Linked DNA regions of Rattus norvegicus: region 2 is linked to region 1. The links are chromatin contacts, called in public Hi-C maps. All regions are on one chromosome and are shown on one strand. Each heading gives the region's core, a stretch centred on a gene start, on an enhancer-like site or on the middle of the called end of the contact. The rest is flanking DNA. Distances are from core to core; before and after follow the strand shown.

What was found. A called contact is a pair of places that touch in the nucleus more often than the background predicts.
Region 2: a contact with region 1 is called in a Hi-C map of kidney, with 1.7 times the contacts expected there. The contact joins the promoter of Nfkb2 here to the enhancer-like site in region 1.

Annotation. Positions count from the first base shown.
Region 1 is chr1:255,047,143-255,052,733 of GRCr8, forward strand. It overlaps Gbf1 (golgi brefeldin A resistant guanine nucleotide exchange factor 1), which reads left to right. Exons shown (of 40, transcript NM_001191634.1): 4 at 919-1,050. It also overlaps the pseudogene Pin4-ps7. Among named protein-coding and RNA genes, the nearest start is that of Nfkb2, 58 kb to the right of the region's middle. Within about 2 kb of position 3,464, at least 2 of the 93 cell types and tissues checked have an H3K27ac peak or open chromatin away from gene starts, as enhancers often do. A contact at or near this core is called in kidney, where this site is marked.
Region 2 is chr1:255,106,049-255,111,586 of GRCr8, forward strand. It overlaps Nfkb2 (nuclear factor kappa B subunit 2), which reads left to right and starts at 2,326. Exons shown (of 22, transcript NM_001008349.1): 1 at 2,326-2,604; 2 at 2,861-2,942; 3 at 3,062-3,102; 4 at 3,316-3,414; 5 at 3,494-3,645; 6 at 3,911-4,017; 7 at 4,103-4,261; 8 at 4,501-4,605; 9 at 4,732-4,817; 10 at 4,904-5,042; 11 at 5,193-5,318; 12 at 5,428-5,538. The coding sequence starts at 2,584.

The sequences.
Region 1 (5,591 bases), core at 2,214-4,713:
AGTTTCTTTCCTTTTTTTATTTTGTTGTGTTTTTGAAACAGTGGACTGCTGTGTAGTCCTGGCTGGCCTGAAACTTGCTTTGTAACTGAGGCTTCCTTCAAACATGTAATGATTTTCCTACTTCTGCCTCCTGAAAACTGGGATTAGAATATGAATCATCCAAGCTTAAGAGATGCCACCGAAGGGGAAAAGTGGTTCTGGAAAAGGAGGGAAAGGAAGTACAGCCTCTGGGGGTGACAATGCTGACAAGTCTCAGGGTCCTAAAGGTGGTGGCAATTCAGTAAAGGTCAGACACATTCTGTGTGGAAAAACATGGGAAAATCATGGAAGCCATGGAAAAGTTTAAGTCTGGGATGAGATCCAGTGAAGTGTCCACACAATACAGCAAGGATACAGCCAGACAAGGGGGTGACTTGGGTTGGATGACCGGAGGATCCATGGTGGGGCCATTTCAAGAAGCAGCCTTTGCCTTGCCTGTAAGTGGGATGGATAAGCCTGTGTTTACAGACCCACAGGTAAGACAACATTTGGATATCATATTATTATGGTTGAAGGAAGAAAATAAATCACATGAAAGACTGAAAAAAAAAAAGAATGTGAGTTGTCACACCTGATGCCCGACTCTTGTTAATGTTTTTGATTATGCTCAAGTGCTGAGAATGTAGCTCACTGGAAGATAGTTGCATAGCATATGCAGTGTCCTGGACTCAATCTCATGCATACACACAACAGTAATGACGCAGTATTCCTTATGACAGAAAACTCACCATTCTAATAATCCTTTATTTTAGGGGGAAGAAGTTTGACCCAAACAAAAAGACCTCTAACTTCATTCAACAGACAAAAATGAACTCTCGCCAGGATTTTTTTGTTAGTGTCTTTTCATTTTTGATTTGTGTGTGTTTGTTTTTCTTGCAGAACTCTCAGAGATTGAGCCAAATGTATTCCTTCGTCCATTTCTGGAAGTCATTCGCTCTGAAGACACCACTGGTCCTATCACCGGCCTGGCACTCACCTCTGTCAACAAGTTCCTGTCCTGTGCACTCATAGGTGAGCGCTTATGCTTTGTGACACCTGCAGCATTCCATGTCCTGCTGCACAGGCCTTAAACCATCAGTCCCTTTCCTAGGAGAGACATAGGCTGACTTATTCCTCATCATGCTAATTGACTGGGTTGTCCATGAAGGGAGAGAAGAGAGGAGATTGCCTGGACTCTAGTTTCCACCACACTTTGGAGAGTTAAGAATGTGGTACCCTTGATGGTTTAGTTTGCCCTTTTTGAAAATTACTTTTTTTTATTTATTTGTATGCAAAGGAGCAGACGTTTCTAAAATTACAACAGGGAAGCTGGGAGAGGGGACATGCACACAGAAGGGTATCCACATGGAGGTCAGAGGACAATTTGTGGCTAGGTTTTCTTCTCCCATCATTAATTAGGCTTGACAGCAAGTTCCTTTACGCACTGAGCCATCCATCCCCACCTCCTGTGGTTTGCCTTATTTTCCAATTTGTGCTTATTGTAAGAAAACTACATTAGAAATGTCTGAAATAAAGGTCTCTCCTCTCTCTTAGCGCCAGAGTCTCTAAGTAAATGGTGTTGAGGACATGCCTTGATTGCACTTATCCTTTTCTTAATGCACATAAATATGAACTCCCCCCCCCCCCCATGCACATACTCATCTTAAGACGGGTCTTTCTTTGTTGCCTGGAACTTCTTTAAGTTCTCCTGCCTCAGCCTCCCAAGTACTGGATATAGACAGTTATCTTTTTTTTAAAGATTTATTTATTCATTTTATGTGTATGTGCATGTACTTGAGTGTGTGTAGGGGTACCATGTGTATGCAGGTGCCCACAGAGGTCAGAAGAGGGTGTCAGATTCTCCTGACACTAGTTATGGTCATTTACGAGAAGCCCCATCTTGGTGCTGGGAACTGAACCTGAGTTGTCTGGAAGAGCTATCTCTCCAGCCTGATTATCCCCCCACACACACTTTTTTTTAAGTGGGAGGGAGGGTATTGTACTACATATTTTCTGTATTTCACTTAATAGTGCTTATTTGATTACACATATAATTATATAGCTGATTTATTCTTTTCATTGTAGGAAAACATTCTCTCTCTCTCTCTCTCTCTCTCTCTCTCTCTCTCTCTCTCTCCCTCACACACACACACACACACACACACACACATTTTACCTTTTAATTTTTTTTTTTTTAAGACAGAGTCTCATGCAGCACAAGGTGGCCTCAGACGCAGTCACTATGTAGAATGGCCTCTTGTGTAGAATGGACTCTGTGGATTTTAGTTCTCCCTGCCTTTACCTTCCCATTCTGGGATAAGAACCCTTTTTCTACCACATCCAGTTTTGTGAAGTGTTAGGATCAAAACAGTGGCTTCATGAATTCTAGGCAAGCAGTCTACATGCACAGCTCCTTTAATCCCATTGAAGTAAAGAATTCAATAGTTTTAGTTATGTCCACCCCATTGTACAACTATTTTTAACAAATATTTCTCAAACTTCTTCATGCCCAAACAGAAACTTTAATTATGAAATAACTCCCCATTTCTCCTCCCCATTCATCTTTGATATAACAGTGTTTTTTATTTAATGTTTACATTATTCTCTCTTTTGAAACCATTATAAATAAGCTGAAATTAAGCATCTGTGTTCCTATGGCCTTATTTATTAATTGTAGTTCTGTATGAAATGTTATAAGGGCTACATTTTATAGATCCCTTCCCTAGTAGGTTAGAACATTTATGTCCCTACTAGCAATGCTCTTGGAGTTTCCATTTCTCCTTGCTGTCTTCAGCCCTGAGTATTACCAGTTTTCTGTTTTGTGTGTGTGCCACTTTGGTGGGCAAAAATGTTGTTTTTATTTCCCGAGATTGAACTGTTGTTTTTCTTTTGTCCCTCTGTTGGATTTAACAGTTGTTGAAGCTTTCTGTACAGTAGGGATTGGAGTCTACTGTACTGGAAAGTGTTGTTCTCAGTCTATTCCTATCGTTGCACCCAGTCTATTTTTTCTATAGTAGGACCTCACACTTGCTAATAAGCAAGGACTCCACCACTGAGTTGTATCCCCTTAGTCAGTTTACGTAAGATGTGCATTTGGATTCCTTATTTTAGTTGATCTTGTCACTTAGAAGTTAAATCCCCACTCCACCCCCATTACAAACCCATTTGAAAAGAGTGAAGAGCAAAGAAAACAGGCAGCCAGCCCTTTTTGTTCCAAAATGGAGAGACAAGGTGAGATGAGGCTGAGGTTCAAGCCAGCCAGAAGCAAATGAATGACCTTTAAGTTCAGGGCGAGAAAACTCTATCTTTTCTAGAAAATTGGATTTACTTAGCTAACTCATTCAGGATTCTGAGCCTTGGGCGTCAGTCAGGTTAGGAGTAGGGAGGGAAGGTCTCAGCCTTTCCAGGCACAGGAGCCTCAGCATACCTTCCCTGAAGACATCAGTCCCAGGACTTGCCACCCTCAGCCTGAGCGCCACCTGCAGGTCATGTCTCTTCACAGCCTCCAGCAGCTGCCCTTCTGGGTCTTTCCCTTTGATCTTTTCTCCTTCCTCTGTCCCCTTCCTGGACTTGGCAAAGAGACTGGTCATTGGAGACCTCAGGCCAGCTGGTCAATGGAGTTTCCTTCGGTGGGAAAGGAGAATGTTGGAGGTGAGGATCGCTGTAGGCATGTGAAAAGGCGTGGAAGGAATGTGCAAGAGCCATAAAGCAAAACACGAAGGCTGGCAAGTCTCTCTGAAACTGGCTACCAAGTGACTAGAAGAGGAGTCTGGCAGAGTACAAGGTCTAATGAGCTCAAGCCAAGGAATCCTTTGTTTCTGCGACCTCCTAGCAGGAACCACCCACTGCCCTCTGGATCCTGCAGCCCAAGGCTTCTGAGATTATTTTCTGCTCCACAGACTGGCCTTTAGTTTGGGCCCGTGCGCCTGTCAGGTCAGGAGTGGTAGCACTGACTGTCCAGCTTACTGGCCCATTCTCCCTGTGATTCGAAGACCGGTCACTATTACCTGCCTTCTTAGGAAATGGACTTTGCTACTTTGTCCAAGGTGAAGGAATGAGAATTCAAAAAGATCTAAAGAATTTAAACCACTTTATCAAGAAATTATTGAAAGAGAAGAAGAAACAAACTCTCAGGAGCCTTGAGATGTGAGCAAGGCTGCTATTCACTGCTGAACTCTGACATGCCAATCAAGACCTAGCTTTCTTAAAGCCCTGAAGTCCTACATAAGGACTTTCAAGCAGGGCTGCAAGAGTATTTAAACAGGGTCCATAAAGAATGGGATTTTCTCTGCTGATTGAGAGAGATGGGAGGATGATAGGAGGAGGGGCTGGGTCACCACATTGTACCCCAAGTCTCAAATGCCTGCCCCCGTGCATGTCTCTGTAGAAGCCACTTGGTACTTAGAAGAGGGTGCTGCAAGTAGGACAGAGTCTTGGGCATGTCAGAGACTAGTGCCAAGAAGACAGAAGAGAAAAAGAAAAAGTACTCACCTTTGATGAAAGTCTTCCTGGCTCATTGTGCAAGAGAAATGCTCAGGTTTCTTGGCAATCCCCCAAACTTTAGGCTCAGGAACTCTGTTAATTTCAGGTACCAAAAAGGGGGAAATTGCCATGTGTGGTGACACATACCTTTAAAGCCCAGCACAGGAGCAGAGATGGGGGACCTGTGAATTCAAGGTTAGTCTGGTCTAGTGAGTTTCAGGCAAGTCAGGGCTACATAGCAAGACCTTGTCTCACAAATGAAGAAAAAGGAGGGAGGGGTGGCAAGATCCGTGTCCTTACTCGTACCACTGGGTCAGGTGGGCTCCTGCTCTCCATGCTCCCTGACCCTCAGCACCGCCTGAGCTTCACTCATGTGCTGCCTTTCTTCCTGCTTACCTCCATGAGCTCACTTTTCAGGACCAAGCACCAGAACCGACCTTCTGCAGGACTCTAGGCCTGGCTGGAGGCAGGTTTGTAGCCTGCTCCTTGTGGCTGTTTGCCACAAGAGTAGAGCAGAGTTTGTCCCTCCACAGATTTTGTTTAGGGTCAGCTTCTCACCTCTTTTCCACATCAAAAATCCTGCCTGCTCCCAGTCCCTAGTCTCCAGTCCCATTCAGTTTGTTTCTTTTTCCCTCCTACAGCCTGATTAGTTAAAGGGACAATATTTTTTTTTAAAGCCAGGTGTGTTTGGCACCTGCTTTATAATCCCAGCACTTGAGAGGCAGAGGAAGGAGGATAAGGAATTCAAGGCCACCCTTAGCTTCACAGTGAGCTCAAGGCCAGCCTAGACTCCATCCTGTCTCTAAAACCAAAAGCTAGCCAACTATATGAAAACAAGTTATTTGGAGGAAGTGGCAAGGTCTCTCTATATTATAGTCCTGGTTGGCTTCAAACTCATAATTCTCCTGCCCCAGCCTGGCAAGTGCTGGATCCCAATGTGTGGCCCCATACCTGGCCTTAGTACCATGATTCTTGCTGAGTGTTGTGAAAGAATGAATGTGAAGAGCCTTGGATCTGGGGTGCCGTGCCACCCAGACAGCAGTACTGGGAGCACAAACCATCTGTTTCCCTCCTTCCCTTATTCAATTGCA
Region 2 (5,538 bases), core at 1,076-3,575, 58 kb after region 1:
CAGCTGTAGGAGAGCCCTGAAAGAACCTGTGCTGTGCTACAGGACGGAGGGCTTCCGGACGGAGGGCTTCAGGACGGAGACGCACCGTACACACAGTCCCTACGGGGAAAGATGACAACACGAGGCCCAGACAGAGAACATGCTGGAAACTCTTGTCCTGACCTTGTTAGTGGAAGTGTGCGCGGAGAAGTCAGCGAAACATCATTTTCAGGGTGACTTTTTAAAAAGATTATATTCCTTATTTTTATAATTACATGGGTTTGGGGTGGGTAGGCGAGAATTGAAGAGTGTGCACCTGAATTCGGTCTCCCAGAGGCGGAGAGAGAGCCAGGGGATCCTGGTGGGGTAGTTTCAGACACGTGTGAGCTGTCCCACGCGGATCGGTCCCCTGGAAGAGCAGAAGAAGTGCTGTGCTGTCTCCCCAGCCTCCCACCCCCTTTTATGATGGTAATAGCTGGGCCTCACCCATGCAAAGCACACCACTGGCAATTTTCCACAGAGGAGGAAGTCTGAAATACACTTTGGACACCTTTGTGTGCATGTGTGTTGATAACGGGTGGAGTAAAACTTGGGATCTCTTGGTTTCAAGAAAGCTGGGACTGCAGGTGCAGTTCACACCCGGTTGGACTCCTTTCAACTCCAATAGTTGAGACATCTGTGGTGGGTGAACGAGGCCTAAGACTCCCAGCCAAACATCTTTCTTCTCTTCCTTTTCTTTTCTCCCCCCAGCGCATTGCTTCTCCAATGGATCTCTTAAAAGCCTTGGCCCTTGTGAACCGGACACTTACAGAATAAACATCTAAAGCCAGGAAACTAAGACAGTTGACCCCAGAGTTTCCTCGCGGCTCCAGAAAAGCCGCTAGATGGCGATCTGGAGCTGACCGCAAGATCCGACTCCTTCCTCTTCCCCTTACTTCCCAGCTAAGAGGCCCCTCTCCCGGAGGGTGACTGGAGTGTCCAGCTGACCCGGTTTCCTTGGGTTTCCCGTTTCAGAGATAGCCACTCTCCAGGCATAGCAAGAGCCAAAAGGCCCAATGGACTCCGTAGCGGTCCCGGGCAAGCCTGGAAAGGTGCAGAGATCCGAGCCGCTCCCTGCGCTGGTCCGCCGTCCCACCTCGCCTGTCCCCAGCAGAACTGGCGCTTGGTAACACCCCGCGGCCAGTCCCGGGCGAGCCTTCCCCGAAAGGGGCGCGCCTTCGTCGCTCCGGGTTGCTACAAGAGTCCTGGAGTTAAACTTTCAGCCAATAAAAAAGGGCATGGGGAGTGACGCACAGGAACGTCACGGGAATTCCCCCCCTCGGGGGGCCGAAAGGGGCTTTCCCGGCTGGAGCCCTACTGCTGGAGAGGAGCAACGACCGGTCCAGGGAAGGGCTCGGAAAGAAGTCGGAACCAGAGCCGCCACCACGGTGAGTGGCTGGATTCAGAACCCTGAGTGTCCAGGGAATGGAGAGGGAGGGAAGGGACACTTTAGATGACAGTCTGGGGCTGGACGCCACCTCCAGTGAGTGCGCACAGGAACAGAACACTTTGCTACACATCATCGACACGTATGCCTGCCCTTAGCCCGCCTGCGCACAGCCGGCCGGTGTCAGCCCTGCACACGCACTCGCGGGCAGAAGGGCACCAGTGCACCGGTGCCTGCACACGGACATCCAGACGTGCACGGACGTGTGCCCACACTGAGCAGCTCAAGAACTCACCTGTGTGGACGAATGCTCACTTGCACGTGCCACGTTGCCACCACTCGCACTCACCAGGCACACAAGACATTAGGGATGAAACGCACATTCCTGTAGCGGACACACGCGCAATACACATGGCTTTGGGATTGGGGTCGCCGGGGAGGGCGGAATGCGACCGGTTGCCTGGCCACCCAGAGCAGGTGCAGCGGGAGAATCCGGGAAGCTAAGACGTTCCGGAGTCTCCGGAGACCGTGAAGGGGGAAACTCCTTCCCCCCACCCAGCGGCCCGAATCACATTCTCTGGGCAGAACCCCCGGAGGCCCCACTGCAAGAGCCCCCGCCTACGGGCCATTCGGAAAAGGGGCCTCCGACGGCAGGAATGTCCCCACAAAAGCCCCTAGGTGAATCAGCCGTGTCCTCCACACTGGCTGAAAATCCCAAGGTTGCTCCAGGCTGCGGAGAGGGGGCGAGGCCGGCTAGGCCTCGACTGAGCCCCAGGGGCTGCAGCGGCTGCTGGGGAACCAGGAACAGCCTGGGCCTCCCGCCCCTCCCGCCGCGGGGGCGGGGCCCCGGCGTCATTTCCAGGCCCGCCCCCTCCGGCTCCGCCTCCCCCTGGTATTTTCGGGACTTTCCTAAGAGCACTAACTTTCTGCCCCTTCCCCGGCCCAGCCCCGATCCGGATCTCGACCTCCACCGGATCTTTCCCGCCACGCCCGGACGGGCGGCTGGAGGAGATCAGACCCTCCCCCAGATCTGAACCCCCCTCTCCTGCCCACCCCTATCCTGAGCTCTTCCCCTCTTCCCCCTCCTGTGCCTCTCTTCACCTTAGGCGGGCGTCTGAAACTCTGGGAAGCTGAACCGGGCCGAAGCCAAAAGACACAGCAGGGCCTAGCCCAGAAATATGGACCGTTGCTACGATCCAGTAAGTCACACTGCCTGACCCTGAAGGCGGCTGGTGCCGTCTGTGTCTGTATTGGACGCTCCTCCACTCCCTACTTCTGCACGGCTTCAAATTCCCCTAGTCTGTCAGTCTGTGCTGTCTGCAAACCCTGCCCAGAAAGGAGCTTCCTCATAGCTTGAAGAGGAGTCCTAGGAGTGACTGCAGAGGGCTTAAGGGGGGTGTGTGGGGGAGTGGGTGTGGGTTGAATCAGCTGCCACCTTCTCCGTCTATAAACCAGGGTTTGGATGGCATCCCTGAATATGATGATTTTGAATTCAGCCCCTCCATTGTGGAGCCCAAGGATCCAGCCCCAGAGACAGGTCAGTAAGTCTTTGGCCTCCCAGTGTCTGCAAACCTCGCGTGTTCCCTGGGGAGGCCCCACTGAGGGATGGTCTTAGATACCCCCCCCCCACGCTCAGCAAGGCCCCTCTATTTCCAGCTGATGGCCCCTATCTGGTGATTGTGGAACAGCCTAAACAGGTGAGTGAACAACAGAGATGTGATGGCTTCAGCTCTGGGGACACGTGGGGTGGTTATAACTGTCAATTGCTGCTATTTTGGGGGGTTATAAGGAAATATACAGGAGAGACACTATTGGTCATTGTGGTCAGTGTTAGCCAGTAGTTACCATGTGGGGGTGGCAGGGGGGAGTTGCCTCTCCTGATCACAGTGTCTCTTCCATGGAACCTTCAGCGAGGCTTCAGATTTCGATATGGCTGTGAAGGCCCCTCCCATGGAGGTCTGCCAGGTGCCTCCAGTGAGAAGGGCCGGAAGACCTATCCTACTGTCAAGGTGAGCTCGGATGATGACGCTGGAGGGTAGGAACGGGATATCCGCGCTACGACTGATGATGATCCTTTACCCTTCTCAGATCTGTAACTACGAGGGGCCGGCCAAGATTGAGGTGGACCTGGTGACACACAGTGACCCACCCCGTGCACATGCCCACAGTCTGGTGGGCAAGCAGTGCTCTGAGCTGGGGGTGTGTGCCGTGTCTGTGGGACCCAAGGACATGACTGCTCAGTAGGTGTTTCCGCCCGTGGCCCCCAGTGGGATGCTCACTGCCTGGCAGTCTCAGGTCTCAGCCTACCTGTGTGATTAACACACAAAGGGGGAGATGTACCTCGGCCCCAGAACCCCCAGGGCTCAGCTATAAACAGTTTCCTTGGAGGACAGAGCCCGAATGAGTCTGGCCATGTGCAGGGGTCAGGGGTGAGGGGAGGGGCGCTGCCTCAGAAGGAAAAAGCTTCATGGTCAAAGCCCTCTGACCCCTCCTTGCCCTCTCCAGATTTAATAATCTGGGTGTCCTGCATGTAACCAAGAAGAACATGATGGAGATTATGATTCAGAAACTCCAGAGGCAGCGGCTCCGCTCCAAGCCTCAGGGCCTTACAGGTGTGGTAGCAAGGGATGGCCGGGAGGTGTTTCGAGAGGAGCCGGGGAAAGGAGCTCAGAGCTCACACCACGTTGCCCCATCCAGAGGCCGAGCGCCGGGAGCTGGAGCAGGAGGCCAAGGAGCTGAAGAAAGTCATGGATTTGAGCATTGTACGGCTACGCTTCTCAGCTTTCCTTCGAGCTAGTGATGGCTCCTTCTCCCTGCCCCTGAAGCCTGTGATCTCCCAGCCCATCCACGACAGCAGTGAGTATTCTGCAGGGTGCCAAGTGTGGGTTCCCAAAGGAGCACTGGCGATACCTCCAAGCTATGGGGTTTGGCCCTGCTATGTTCGTGTTGGGTGAGTGGTCGTAAGCAAATCTGAGTGTTGTTTCCGAGTTGGTTAATGAGAATACTGTGGTTCCTGAAGTTTGATAATGATGACAATGACCTTGCCAAGCCTCCAATCCCATCAATGTGTCCCCAACCCATCCCCCACCTTATAGAGTCTCCAGGGGCCTCAAACCTGAAGATTTCCCGAATGGACAAAACAGCAGGTTCCGTGCGCGGTGGAGACGAAGTTTATTTGCTTTGCGATAAGGTGCAGAAAGGTGAGGCAGAAGCCCTCTCTGGGAGGTGGAAACATTGGCTGTAAGGCTTAGGGGCCAGGGCAATTTCGGAATGAATGCACTGGCCTGCAGGTTCTCCCTGTGGCTAAGCGTCACTTTTCTCTGTAGATGACATTGAGGTTCGTTTCTATGAGGATGACGAGAACGGATGGCAAGCCTTTGGGGACTTCTCTCCCACAGACGTTCATAAACAGGTACTGAGGAACTAGGGCCTGTCTTGGAGACAGAGCTATGAAGAGGCCTCACTGACACCATGTTGCTCTCCCACCCTCCACCCCAGTATGCCATTGTGTTCCGGACACCGCCCTATCACAAGATGAAGATTGAGAGGCCTGTAACGGTGTTCCTGCAGCTGAAACGCAAGCGTGGGGGCGATGTCTCCGACTCCAAACAGTTCACGTATTACCCTCTGGTGGAAGGTGGGTCAGGTGGGGCTTCAGCATTCCCAAAGACTGGACAGAGCAAGGCCGGCCTGGAGGTGGCCTAGAGTTGGCTCCCAGGAGCCGGCTTGAGGAATCTAGGGTCTGACCCATATTGGGTTTTAACTCCCCGATTCTCTTTCCCCCTAGACAAGGAGGAAGTACAGAGGAAGCGGAGAAAGGCCTTGCCTACCTTCTCCCAGCCCTTCGGGGGCGGATCCCACATGGGTGGAGGTTCTGGGGGCTCCGCTGGGGGTTATGGAGGCGCTGGAGGAGGTGAGCAGGTGTCCGTGGCAGGGAAAGGGGTGGAGGAGATAAGGCGAAGTTAGAAGAGAAATCTGGGAGAGTCCTGGCTAGCACCTCACAGCCTTCCCCATGCCCACAGGTGGCAGCCTCGGCTTTTTCTCCTCCTTCGCCTACAGCCCCTACCAATCCGGTGCAGCCCCAATGGGCTGCTTCCCGGGTGGGGGAGGTGGAGCGCAGATGGCCGGCTCTG